Regions from separate parts of the Delphinus delphis genome. Here region 2 is linked to region 1. Evidence: chromatin contacts called from public Hi-C data. All regions are on one chromosome and are shown on one strand. Each heading gives the region's core, a stretch centred on a gene start, on an enhancer-like site or on the middle of the called end of the contact. The rest is flanking DNA. Distances are from core to core; before and after follow the strand shown. Region 1 holds the start of POP5 (POP5 homolog, ribonuclease P/MRP subunit). Region 2 holds the start of HNF1A (HNF1 homeobox A).

The links. Hi-C and Micro-C count contacts between places; a contact is called where the count stands out from the background.
Region 2: a Hi-C map of lung shows a contact between it and region 1, with 12 times the contacts expected there. The contact joins the promoter of HNF1A here to the promoter of POP5 in region 1. A contact is called at or near these places in 3 of 3 Hi-C or Micro-C datasets (lung and muscle).

Annotation. Positions count from the first base shown.
Region 1 is chr13:16,623,067-16,629,257 of mDelDel1.2, reverse strand. POP5 (POP5 homolog, ribonuclease P/MRP subunit) reads left to right here and starts at 1,935. Exons shown (of 5, transcript XM_060029393.1): 1 at 1,935-2,052; 2 at 2,120-2,262; 3 at 3,297-3,446; 4 at 3,628-3,711; 5 at 3,824-4,248. The coding sequence starts at 2,033. The coding sequence ends at 3,939. RNF10 (ring finger protein 10) reads right to left here. Exons shown (of 16, transcript XM_060028192.1): 16 at 6,142-6,191.
Region 2 is chr13:16,928,977-16,934,422 of mDelDel1.2, reverse strand. It overlaps HNF1A (HNF1 homeobox A), which reads right to left and starts at 2,102. Exons shown (of 10, transcript XM_060028200.1): 1 at 1-2,102.

The sequences.
Region 1 (6,191 bases), core at 686-3,185:
CAGATCTTGCAAACAATCGGTTGTGAAACCCGACTCCCTTCAGGGACCTCACAGAGCCCACCAAGTCCATGACAGGTCTACAAATAATCAGGGATGGATATAAAGAGCTTGTTACAAGGCTGGGCATCAAAGTGCTGGGTATAACAAGAAAATCTGGAACTAATTTAAACGTCCATCGTGGGAATATTGACCAGTTTAGCAGCTGAAAAATAACCTTGAAGAACAGTTGACATTAAAATATAGTCAAATGACAAGAATGAATCGTACAGACAATATGTTGAGAGAAAGGAGCCAGACGCGCACACACAAACATGCTGTTGGAGATTTATATTTATATAAAGTTCAAGGACAGGCAAAGCTAATCTATCGTGATAGAGGTCAGAATAGAAGCCATTTCTGGGAAGGTTTATGGCTGGGATAGGGCACAGGAACCTTCCTGGGTGCTGGAAATGCTCTCTTAATGTGGGCAATGGTTGCAAAAGTCTATACGTATGTAAAAATTCAATGAGTTGTACACTTAATATGCGCTTTATGTATGTTATGCCACACTAAGACAATTTTTAAAAAAGATATTCAAGGGGAAAAAAAGAAGAGTACTACACAGTATGATCCTATATATATATATTTTTTGTCTGCTTTGGGTCTTGTTGCTGCGCGTGGGCTTTCTCTAGTTGCGGCGAGCGGGGGGCTACTCTTCCTTGCGGTGCACAGGCTTCTCATTGTGGTGGCTTCTCTTGTTGTGGAGCACGGACTCTAGGCACGCCGGCTTCAGTAGTTTTGGCACGCAGACTCAGTACTTGTGGCACACAGTCTCAGTAGTTGTGGCACACGGGCTTAGTTGCTCCACGGCATGTGGGATCTTCCCGGACCAGGGCTCGAACCCGTGTACCCTGCATTGGCAGGCGGATTCTTAACCACTACGCCACCAGGGAAGTCCAGTATGATCCTATTCTTAAAAAGAAAATAAAAGGAAAAATATAATTTAACATACGGCAGAAGTTCTCATCTCATACTTTTTTTTTGTCTCAGGACCCCTTTTCACTCATTAAATTATTGAGGATCCCAAAGAGCTTTTGTTTTGTGGGATATATTGATATTTACCATGTCTGTTAAAACTGAGAAGTGTTTAAAACACAATACACAATTCTCTTAGCCATCAGAGCAATAATGTCAGCACTGTTATGTGGCCTCTGGAAAACTTCACTGTCCACTCTGAGACAGTGAAACAAATAACATCTTAGTATTATTATGAAAGTAATTTGATCTTGGGAACTTCCTGAAAGAGTCTCAGAAAACCCAGTGCTTCCTGGACCTCACTGGAGAACTGCTGGCACAGGGGGAAAATGAAGGAAGAAAACCCACTACATTATAAATTATTCTCTCTCGGTGCTGAGATTATAATTTATTTTTATTTGCTTCTTTGTGCATTTCTGTTCTACACAGAAAATATAAAGACCACGGATGGTTTTTGCAAACAAAAAACAAGACAATACACCCGACTCCATAAGGTTGTTGAAAGGCCTAAGCAGTAATAACATATTTGGCTGTATGGGGAAATTAAACCGAGCTCTAATCTGAAAATAAGGGTCTGATTTCCCCTTTGTCAATCCCTGGCCTGTGAGTGCAAAATGTTGCCTTCAAAAGTTCCACCGTCCATCTTGGGGAGAAAATATAAGTGCACACACGACTGTGTTGCAAGCTAATAGAAGGTAAACGTCCTGGAGGTTCCGAATGCCGCGGCTGCGTCCTACACAGCGGTGGAAACTCCAGCGTGGGGCGTAACCACCCATCACAGCACAAGGTGTTCTATCTTGGAATCCAGCTCCCAAACAACTCAAATCAGCGAATATCTGAGCAGGCCGCCAGCGCTCCTCAGAGGGAGGAGGAGCTCGAAGGAGACCGACACGGGGCTCCGCCTACATTCTAGCTCCGCCTCTCCCTCTGAGTGGCTGCCAGGACAACTTCCCATTGGCCGCCGACCAGAAAGCAGACATCCGGTTTGCGGATCCGCCTGCTGGAGGCGGAGGCCGCAATGGTGCGGTTCAAGCACAGGTAAGCAGACCCTTGCCCGGTCCCCGGCGGCCTGGCCCCGCGCTCACCGCCCTCTCGCCCGCCTTAGGTACCTGCTCTGTGAAGTGGTGTCTGACGACCCCCGCTGCCGCCTGAGTCTGGAGGACCGAGTGCTGGGCGGCCTGGTACGGGACACGATTGCCCGCGTGCACGGGACTTTCGGCGCGGCCGCCTGCTCCATCGGCTTCGCGGGTGCGAGGGTGCTGGGGAACCGGGGGCTGGCGGGACGTGGAGGGGGCAGTGGCCAGAGGAGAGAGAAAGAAGGGGCACAAGCGACCCCAGCAACTGCCAAGCCCTGTGCACAGTCCTATGTAAGATATAATCCTTTAGGACTTTGCTGGAGGCCTGATGGTTAAGCCTCCTCGCTTCCAATGCAGGGGGCACGAGTTCGATCCCAGGAGGGGGAACTAAGATCCCACATGAGGGGGGTGGGGGTGGGGCAAAATAAATTTTAAAAAGATATCGTCCTTTTTAGGAATCTCGGATCCGAGTCCAAAGTCTGCGTGAGTCCAGAGTTAGGCGGAGAGCTAAGAGCAGTAAGCAGTGAGACTTTGGGCAAGAACCCCCTGTACCTATTTGACATATGTATTGTTTAACAGGATGGTGAAAATTAAATGAGGGAAGCCGTGTATGGTTCTAAGTTACTTGACTGGTTACGTTGACATCACATGGAAAAAACATTGTCAAAATTAACCCTGAAAAGGGCCTGTGAAGTACAGAATGTGTGTAGGTAAATGTAGAAGGCCCTTTCAACAGGCACTCTATGTAAACTCATTCTCTTACCATCTACTCAAAATTGAATCCAGTATAAGGAATGCACGTAGGCACAACTCTCCTACATCAGGTGAGACCCAGCTGGCTGCTACAAGAACCTGCATAGACCAGTTGCAGAGCAACTTGCTTTTCAGCCGGTTTTCTGAGGAAGATGGATCTATACGCTCCCCACCCATTCATTAACTAGTCAGTCGATTAGAAGACCGTTTTAAATTCTGAATTCACCAATTCTGAGTGGTGTGCGAGACACTGGATGTTGTTTCTCTCCCTTCTGTAAATGAAGGTCTGTCCTAATTTTTTTTTCTTCAGAAATCAGTTCTTGCTTACTGATGCATCCCAGCTGCCACTGCCTTGAAGGATCTCTAGCGCATAGGCTCTGAATTACCCCAAGATGTTTAACCCATTCCCGAGAATCCAGTTTCCCCAAATGATTTTTTTTTTTCCTGCTGTAGTGCGATACCTCAATGCCTATACTGGAATAGTGCTACTTCGATGCAGGAAGGAATTCTACCGGCTTGTGTGGTCAGCTCTTCCCTTTATCACATACTTGGAGAACAAAGGACACCATTACCCGTGTTTTCTCAACACCTTACACGTGGGAGGTATGGGTGCATGTGATATGTCTCATTTCCAATAGGTAACAAGTTCAGTGTTCAGTCTTCAGTGGTGGGTGGGTCTTCCTGCTCTCCTGCCAAGAGCAAGATACTTTTTCCTAGCTCTGCAAGACTCTTGAGGCAAACACTTTTCACAAGCTGTTGACCACAAAGCTCTTTCATGTGCCAGGTACAATCAGAACATGTCAGAAGTTCCTGATTCAGTACAACAGGAGACAGCTGTTGATCCTGTTGCAGAACTGCACTGATGAAGGTAAGGCACGCTAGCCCTGTGCCCACTGAGCAAGTGACTGGCCGCCTCCTCCAGCTGAATGAAAGGCCACTCCCAAAGACATCTTTAATCACCCGTACTGTACTTTCTTCAGGAGAACGAGAGGCTATCCAGAAGTCTGTCACAAGAAGCTGTTTACTAGAGGAGTCGTCGGCTGGGGAGGAGCTTTCAGACAGTGGTGGTGAGGAGGCTGCTGAGGCAATGGAGTGAACCTCTACAGACTGCCCTGTGCCCCAGCCTCAGGGCCCACTTGTTGGGACAGGACATTCTGGGAGGCAGCAGCATCTTCTGTACTTCTCAAACAGGATGACTGCTGACCAGAGGCCAAGTGACCAGCTCAAAATGGACTTATTTGCTTAAAACTAATCGAAGTCACCTTTACCCAGCATTGCCTGGTTAAGTGGTTCTGGAGGTTGTGAAGCCCCTGGAGTTATAGACATCTTTGTATCTAACTGCCTGGCTGAGAGCAGGTTTAATAAATGTATTTGGCTTCTGTAGTATTTAGTGCGCATGTGAAGTTCATGCTTGGCCTAGTCTCTTTCACCCCTCCACCCTCGGCTGGAAAACTGGCTCCCCATGTGGTACTAGATGCACAGCCTCCCACTTGAAACCTTGTACCCCTGCCCCTAGGATGGGCCCTAAGTAATCCAGGTCATTCAGAGTAGCAGTTTTAGTGAGACACAGCAACTAAACTGGCACAGATCTATAGCTGGTCTCAGTACTGACCCACAGGACCTTAAGAATTCCAGATTCCTTGCCAATACTTAACCAGGTAACCTGACAAAAAATACAGTTCTTGCAGTTTTGAGTGGGGAAAAAACCTGGTCTCACCTGACCTCATTATTACAAAGTCAAGCAGCAGCTGCCAACTTCTGGTAGTTTTCCGCAGTTCCACCCTTCCCCATTGCCTTTTACCTGCCTGGCACCTGAAGGCAGGTGAGACAGTGCACTCACAGGAATTAGGAGGGAGAAGAGACTATGATCAGTTTTGATCTGCTACCTATGAAAGACATTTCTAGGACCTATTTTCTCCTTAATGAAATGGACATCACTCAAAGTCCCTTAAATATTTAACAAAGATTTGTGATTTTTTTGCTTCACATGCCCCTTCATCCACCCAGAAGAGTTCCTGACCCAGGATCTCTTCCTTTTAAGAATGGGAGGTTAGAGTTAAACCCAGCTCAAGAACCCTTTAGGCCTGACCTAAAGGCATTACTCGAATTGCTCAAGCTCATAGTAGCTATTAATCTATTAAGAAGTATAGGTCTTCCCTGGTGGCACAGTGGTTGAGAGTCCGCCTGCCGATGCAGGGGACACGGGTTCGTGCCCCGGTCCAGGAAGATCCCACATGCCGTGGAGCGGCTGGGCCCATGGGCCATGGCCGCTGAGCCTGCGCGTCCGGAGCCTGTGCTCCACAACTGGAGAGGCCACAACAGTGAGAGGCCCACGTACCACAAAAAAAAAAAAAAAAAAGTATATGTCTAGCGACTTCCCTGGTGGTGCAAGGGGTAAGCCTCAGTGCTCCCAATACAGGGGGCCCAGGTTTGATCCCTGGTCAGGGAACTAGATCCCACATGCATGTTGCAACTAAGAGTTCACATGCCACAACTAAGGAACCCGCCAGCCACAACTAAGACCCAGTGCAACCAAACAGATAAATACTAAAAAAAAAAAATAAAAAAAGCTGCCCTGAAATCATCTTAAAGAAACCAGAATGCTCACAATGCTTGTGGAGGTGATTTATTCCAACTATTGGCCTTCATCGTCTATTACACCTAGAGGTTACTTTATTAAGCAGCAAAATAGTTCACATCAGCCAACTTCAGCTGAAACCAAGGCATAAGACTGCTCTAGGCAACAGGGAGGCAGTGGGCAAGCCCACCGCTTTTAAACCTGTCCTGCTCTTCCTCCGGGTGTGCCAGGCTCCTCTGTTCCTGTAACTCAGGCCACTGTCACTTGAAACAAGCTTGATCCAAAGGTTGCCAAGTCCCCAAGCTTCCTTCGTCAATGACAGTTACAGCTTTCCTTGCCAAACAGAAGCCACGTTCAAGAGGCAAAACCCTCCATCACACATGCCAGTGCAACCTGGGTCTGACACCACAGCGTGGTTATTTGTCAGAAGAAAAACTGCAATTTAAGCTGGGTGTCCTAAATCCATATTATTCCCATCCCTCTGTTTCTTAAAGATAACAAGAGGAGAACTGAACAGATAGAAAAGATTCAACTATTAGGTGTGCTGAAAGCATGGTGCCCTGACACAAGATGTCACAGCAGAGCAATGCTGTAACACTAACACTGATGTGGGCTGCTCCAAGGGACTCAAACTTAGTTCAGGTTGAGAAAAACTAACTACACACGGGTCAAAAAGACTAACCTGGCAACAAACTAAAAACCGTGGCAGGAAGAGATCTCTTGTGAGTGTCAATACTTTATTTTGGTGTGAAGACAGGAAGCTGGAAAAT
Region 2 (5,446 bases), core at 853-3,352, 300 kb before region 1:
GCGGTGGGGGGCCCAGGACAGCTGGGATGGAAGGTACTGGGAGCCAGGGAGGCCTTCGGGTGACCAGCATTGGGTCCCTCCCCCAGCGACCTTGTAGGGGGCCAGGCTGAGGCAAGAGAACAGCAGCCTTGGGAACAGAAGCAGCAGAGTTCTAGGCTGTCGGGTCAACTCTCCTGAAGGGCAAGGCTAGGACACATCCATCTGAGGACCCCCCACTGCCAGCCCCAAAGTCTGGCCTCCCAGGAGGGAAAACGCGTCGACTAAGTCTACTGTGCGCTGAGTCTGTAACGTGCGTCATTACCTCAGTGTAGCCCCCTAACAGAGTAGGTACAGGAATTGTGCCCATTTTACAGAGGAGGAAACTGAGGCTCTGAGAGGGTAAGCAACTCGCTCAAAGTCACACAGCTAGCAGGGACAAGATTTGTGGACTGGGAGCAGGGTGTGGCCAGTCAAGCACTTGGTGCAGGTGCAAATTTTAAGGGGATGTCAAAAAACTCAAGATGAAATCAAGATGAAAAAATATTTTTATATACTCTATTAAAAATTCAAAATCAATGCAAAACCCAGAAGAACTTAAAAGAAATGTCCACACAAAAATTTGCCTGCGAATGTTCTCAGCAGCGTGATTCACAAGAGCTAAAAAATAGAAAAAACATAAATATCCATCAGTGGATGAATGGATAGAAGAAATGTGGTCTCTCCGTGCAATGGCGTGTTATTTGGCCATAAAAAGGAATGAAGTCCTGATTCATGCTACAGTAGGCATGAATCTTGAAGACATCATGCTAAGTGAAAGAAGCCAGACACAAAAGGCCATCTATTGTATGATTCCATGTGTAGGAAGCGTCCAGAATAGGCAAATCCATACAGACAGAAAGTAGATGCGTGGTTGCTGGGGGCTGGGGAGGTGGGGGTGGGCACAGGGAATGGCTGCTTAATGGGTACAGGGTTTCTTTGGAGATGATGGAAATGTTCTAATATTGATGGGGTGATGTTACACAACTCTGTGAATTTACTAAACACCACTGAAGTTTGCAGTTTAAAAGGGCAAATTTTATAATCTATGAATCAATAAAATATACTTTTCATTAGTTTGAAAAATTAATGCCAAAAATCTGTGATGAACAAAAAATATCAAAATGTTAAATAAAGGCAGGTTCCAACCCTCACTCACCTCCTACTAATGCCATTCCTAGGCAAAAACTCATCCCTAACCCCCACCCTTCCCTCTTCCGGTAAGAGCCTGGACAAAAATTCCTGCTGTCTGTCCCCTGGGGTGGCCCTAAGCTCCCAGAACAAGGGGTGTGCACCATTGCCTGGAGTAGGCAGGGTGGTGCTGAGGGGCTGCCCCCAGGCTGGGGCATCTCTCAGGGGTCTGCAGAGGCAGGGTCATGCTTGGCAATGGTGGAAGGGAGAAGGCACCGTTGGCCAGAAGGCCCTCCCTGCAGGCCAGGCTAGTCCAGCAGGGGGAAAGGGGCTTCTTCATTTTTGCACTCACCTGACACACTCAGCAGCTGTGAGGCCCGTGCGGCCACTGAGCACTTGAAATGTGGCTGATGCCTCTGGCTGAAATGATAATATTTTGGATCTATTGAGTGAAAGTTTTTAATTTTAAAACTAAATACTTTAAAATTAGAAAACCTAATTTCACCTGTTTCTTTTTACTTTTATAATGGTACCACTGGAAACTTTTGAATTACATTTGCGCCTCACATTCTATCTCTATTGGACAGCGCTGCTCTGTAATTTACTTACACGTATGATGTTGATTATTTATGGTCTGTCTGCCTCTGCTAGAGTATCGGGTCCCCCACCCCCGCTCCAGGGCAGGGCTTTTGTCTGTCTTCTTCACTGCTGTATTCGCAGTGTTTAGTACGTTGCCTCATCCGTACTTAGTAGGTGCTCAGTAATATTTGTGGAATGAATAAATTTCATTGCACACTGCCCAACGTATACTTAGCTCCACACCAGGCTTTAGTAATGTATGAAATGCTCAGAACCACTCTATGAAGTAGGCACTGTTATTCCCAGAGCCCGGCCCTCTGCACAGGATGATGCTGGCAGTTGCCCCATGAGGAAGTGGGCCCCCCACATTGCTCTCAGTGCTTCCCTTCTCCTCTAGCACAAGTAGCTTTGGGGTCAGGCAGCTCACTACTGGGGGCAGAATTCTCAAGTCCAGCTAAAGGACAGGGAAGATGCTGCATGCTGTCCCTTCGCAGTTCATGGCTCTCCTCCTTGCTACCCTGTCCAGGAGACTGCTTGCTGCCTGCAGCTGCCCTCGGAGACCTTCCTCTAGAAGACGGAGCCAGACAGGGTGGGGCCTGGGTACTTTGCACAACTTTTGGGCTCCTTGACTGCTGGGTCCCCGCCCCCCCCCCCCCCCCCCCCCCCCCCGCCCGGCAGCCAGGTGGCTGAACTGGTGACTCCGGGACTGAAGGTGGATTTAGTTGGGAGGAGAACGGTGGTGTGGGGCGGGGGGAGCCTCTAGAGTGTCTAAGGAGAGAGACCCTCAGGGTCCAACTTCAGCTCCAGTACACACAGAGGCTATTGTCCTGGCCCCCCACCCCACCCCGACTAGGGCTCCCTCTGAAAATGAGAAGGGTGTCGGTTATTGATACTTGGCAACAGACAATGGAAACGGCAATTCCAGCCCCCAGCCTGCCCTTCCCCACAATCAGGGGACACAACTAAACAGACTCAGAGGTTGGGAGAGGCATTTTGCCTTCTTGAGAATCACTCAGGACCTAGTGTGCGTTTCACGGGCCCCCCGCAAACACACTCCAGCCCCGCACTGGGTGGCCTCAGGCACTGAGTTCGCCTTTCATGACTTATTTATAAAACAGAGGTGTAGATCTCCTAGGGTTGCTTGAGACAACTTTGTACACCTAATGCAGAGATTTGTTGGGCTCTACACAACTGCTCAAACTTTGGAATTAGATTGGACATGACCACCTTCATTTCCTGTTCCACAATCATTTTTGCATGATACCACTTTTTTTTTTTATTAGAACAACTGCCATAAACCCAGCTTCACAAAGTTGTGACATCATCTAACATTCAAGCTGCAAACTACCTTGAGCTAGCGCAAGGTGGCCGACAGATGTCGCTGTGTTCCTTTCAAAAATCCTCGAAAATATTCTGCGGCTCCCAGGGGCACCTCGAGGCGTAGTTTGGGAACTGCGGACCTAAGGGATGGTCTTGGACACAGAGGGTGTTCAGTAAAACGTAGTTGTGAACTTTATCACCATTCTCGCCTACTGAGTGAGCAAATGTTTGCAAAACCGAAGTTCTGGCAAGGCACAAGTCTTCTCCTTGGCCTTAGGAAGCGGTGCAAGAGGGGTACCCCGTCAGCCAATCTCAGGGCTCTCTTGGAATTTAATCGCCAACCCTACCACCCCACCACCCCCACCTTGGGGCCCACCTGTATTCATACTTGGACTATTCTTCCTCCCAGCCCCACTACCTTTAACCTTTTAACCGTTTAACATTTATTGAGCAGTCGCTGGTATATGCAATTTTCATGCTTTTTCTCATTTAACATCTCAACAGCCTCATGAGGTAGGTACTTTTATCCCCATTTTACAGATGAGGAAACTGAGGCTCTAGGAGGCTATGTAAACTGCTCAGCTAGTGCTTGGCAGAGCTAGGATTTGAATCCCAATCTCCCTGATGCCAGAATCCAAGCCCTTGACCACTATTCCACACTACCTCTTTCGGTGAGGCAGTTCACTCTCACTAAATACTTGTTACTATTATTTTGTTGTCATCGTTGTTTTGTTGTTCTGGTTAAGTGTAACTCTGCTCATTGGACTTGTCACCTTTGTGTCGGTTTTACAGATGAGGAGACTGAGGTGCTGAGGGAATAAAAGTGATTAAAAGCCAGACTGCCTGGGTTTGAGCCTGGCTCTGACATTTACCAGCTTTGTGACCTTGGGCAACTTGCTTAACCTCTCTGTGCCTCCGTTTGCTCTTCTGTACAATGATAATGAAAATGCTATCTGCCTCATGAGTTGTTAGGAGGATTAATGAAGTAATACACAGAAAGCACTGTGCCTGACACATTGTAAGCACTCCCCACTACTGAATGATAATCATTACCTGATTACTAAAACAGCCGTTCCACTCCCATTACCCAGGCTGAGTTTTCTTCGTTTGCAAAAGTTCTCCACATAAGAGTCCCTGCCACCCACTTTATTTGACTCTTAAGCCCCGCCTACTCTCTATCCAGTCACACTATTTGCCATCTCCAGAGCATACCTGAAACTGTGTCCCATCTATGACTTTTGCACAAGCTGTTTTTCTGGAGACCCTCACCTGTGAACCTCAAGATCCTCCTGGGTCTCCTCCTGATCCCTTCTCCTTCTCACAGCAACATGAACCTTCACTAGCCACCCTTCCCTAACTCACTGGAGCAGGACCAGCAGCAACAGAAAGCCTTGGGTTGAGGATTAGAAACTCAGATTCCTGACTCCACACTCAAAGGGTTCCTTTAGTAGATCTGGGGTGAAGCCCAAAGTGTGCACACTCCTTGCATCAAAGGGCAGAGAACTGAATAGTGTTCTCTGCAAATCAACAATAAGTGTGGTTGTATGTATGTGTTTGAGAAAGATGTGAAAGGACATACTCCAAGCTGTCAACATCAGTTCTCTTTGGCAGAGAGGAATGCATAAAGAAAAACAAAAACAATAGCAGGAGGAGAGGAAGAGAAATAAAAGAAACCTCAAAAAAATTGTAACTCTACAATATCTACAAGGTAATAGATATTAACTAAACTTATTGTGGTAATCATTTCACAGTATATATGGACGTATATCAAATCATGTTGTACACCTTAAACTAATACGATGTTATAAGTCAACTATATCTCAATAAAATTGGGAAAAAATTAGTTTATGATGATGGTTGCCCAACTATGATAATATACTAAAACCATTGAACTGACACTTTAAATGGGTGCCATATGGTGTATGTATTATATCTCAGTAAAGATCTTAATAAAAAAGAAAAGGGGACTTCCCCGGTGGTCCAGTGGGTAAGACTCCATGCTCCCAATGCAGGGGGCCCGGGTTCGATCCCTGGTCGGGGAAATAGATCCCTCATGCGTGCTGCAACTAAGAAGTCCACATGGCACAACTAAAGATACTGCAACTAAGACCCGGCGCAGCCTAAATAAATAAATAGATATATTAATAAAAAAAACACTAAAAAACAATGGACCTTCCCAAGCTTAAAAAAAAGAAAGAAAGAAAAGAAACCTCGATAAAATATTGCATGTATAATGAAATGACTGGGTGTGTATACGTGTATCAGTATAAACCACAGTGAGCCATGTGGAAAGATGATCTTCAAAGGTATATTTGCAGTTATTGCTAGGTGGTAAGATTTCAGGTGATTTTTACTTTCTTGACTGTCCTTGTCTGTATTATTTGAATAGTTTAACATGAAT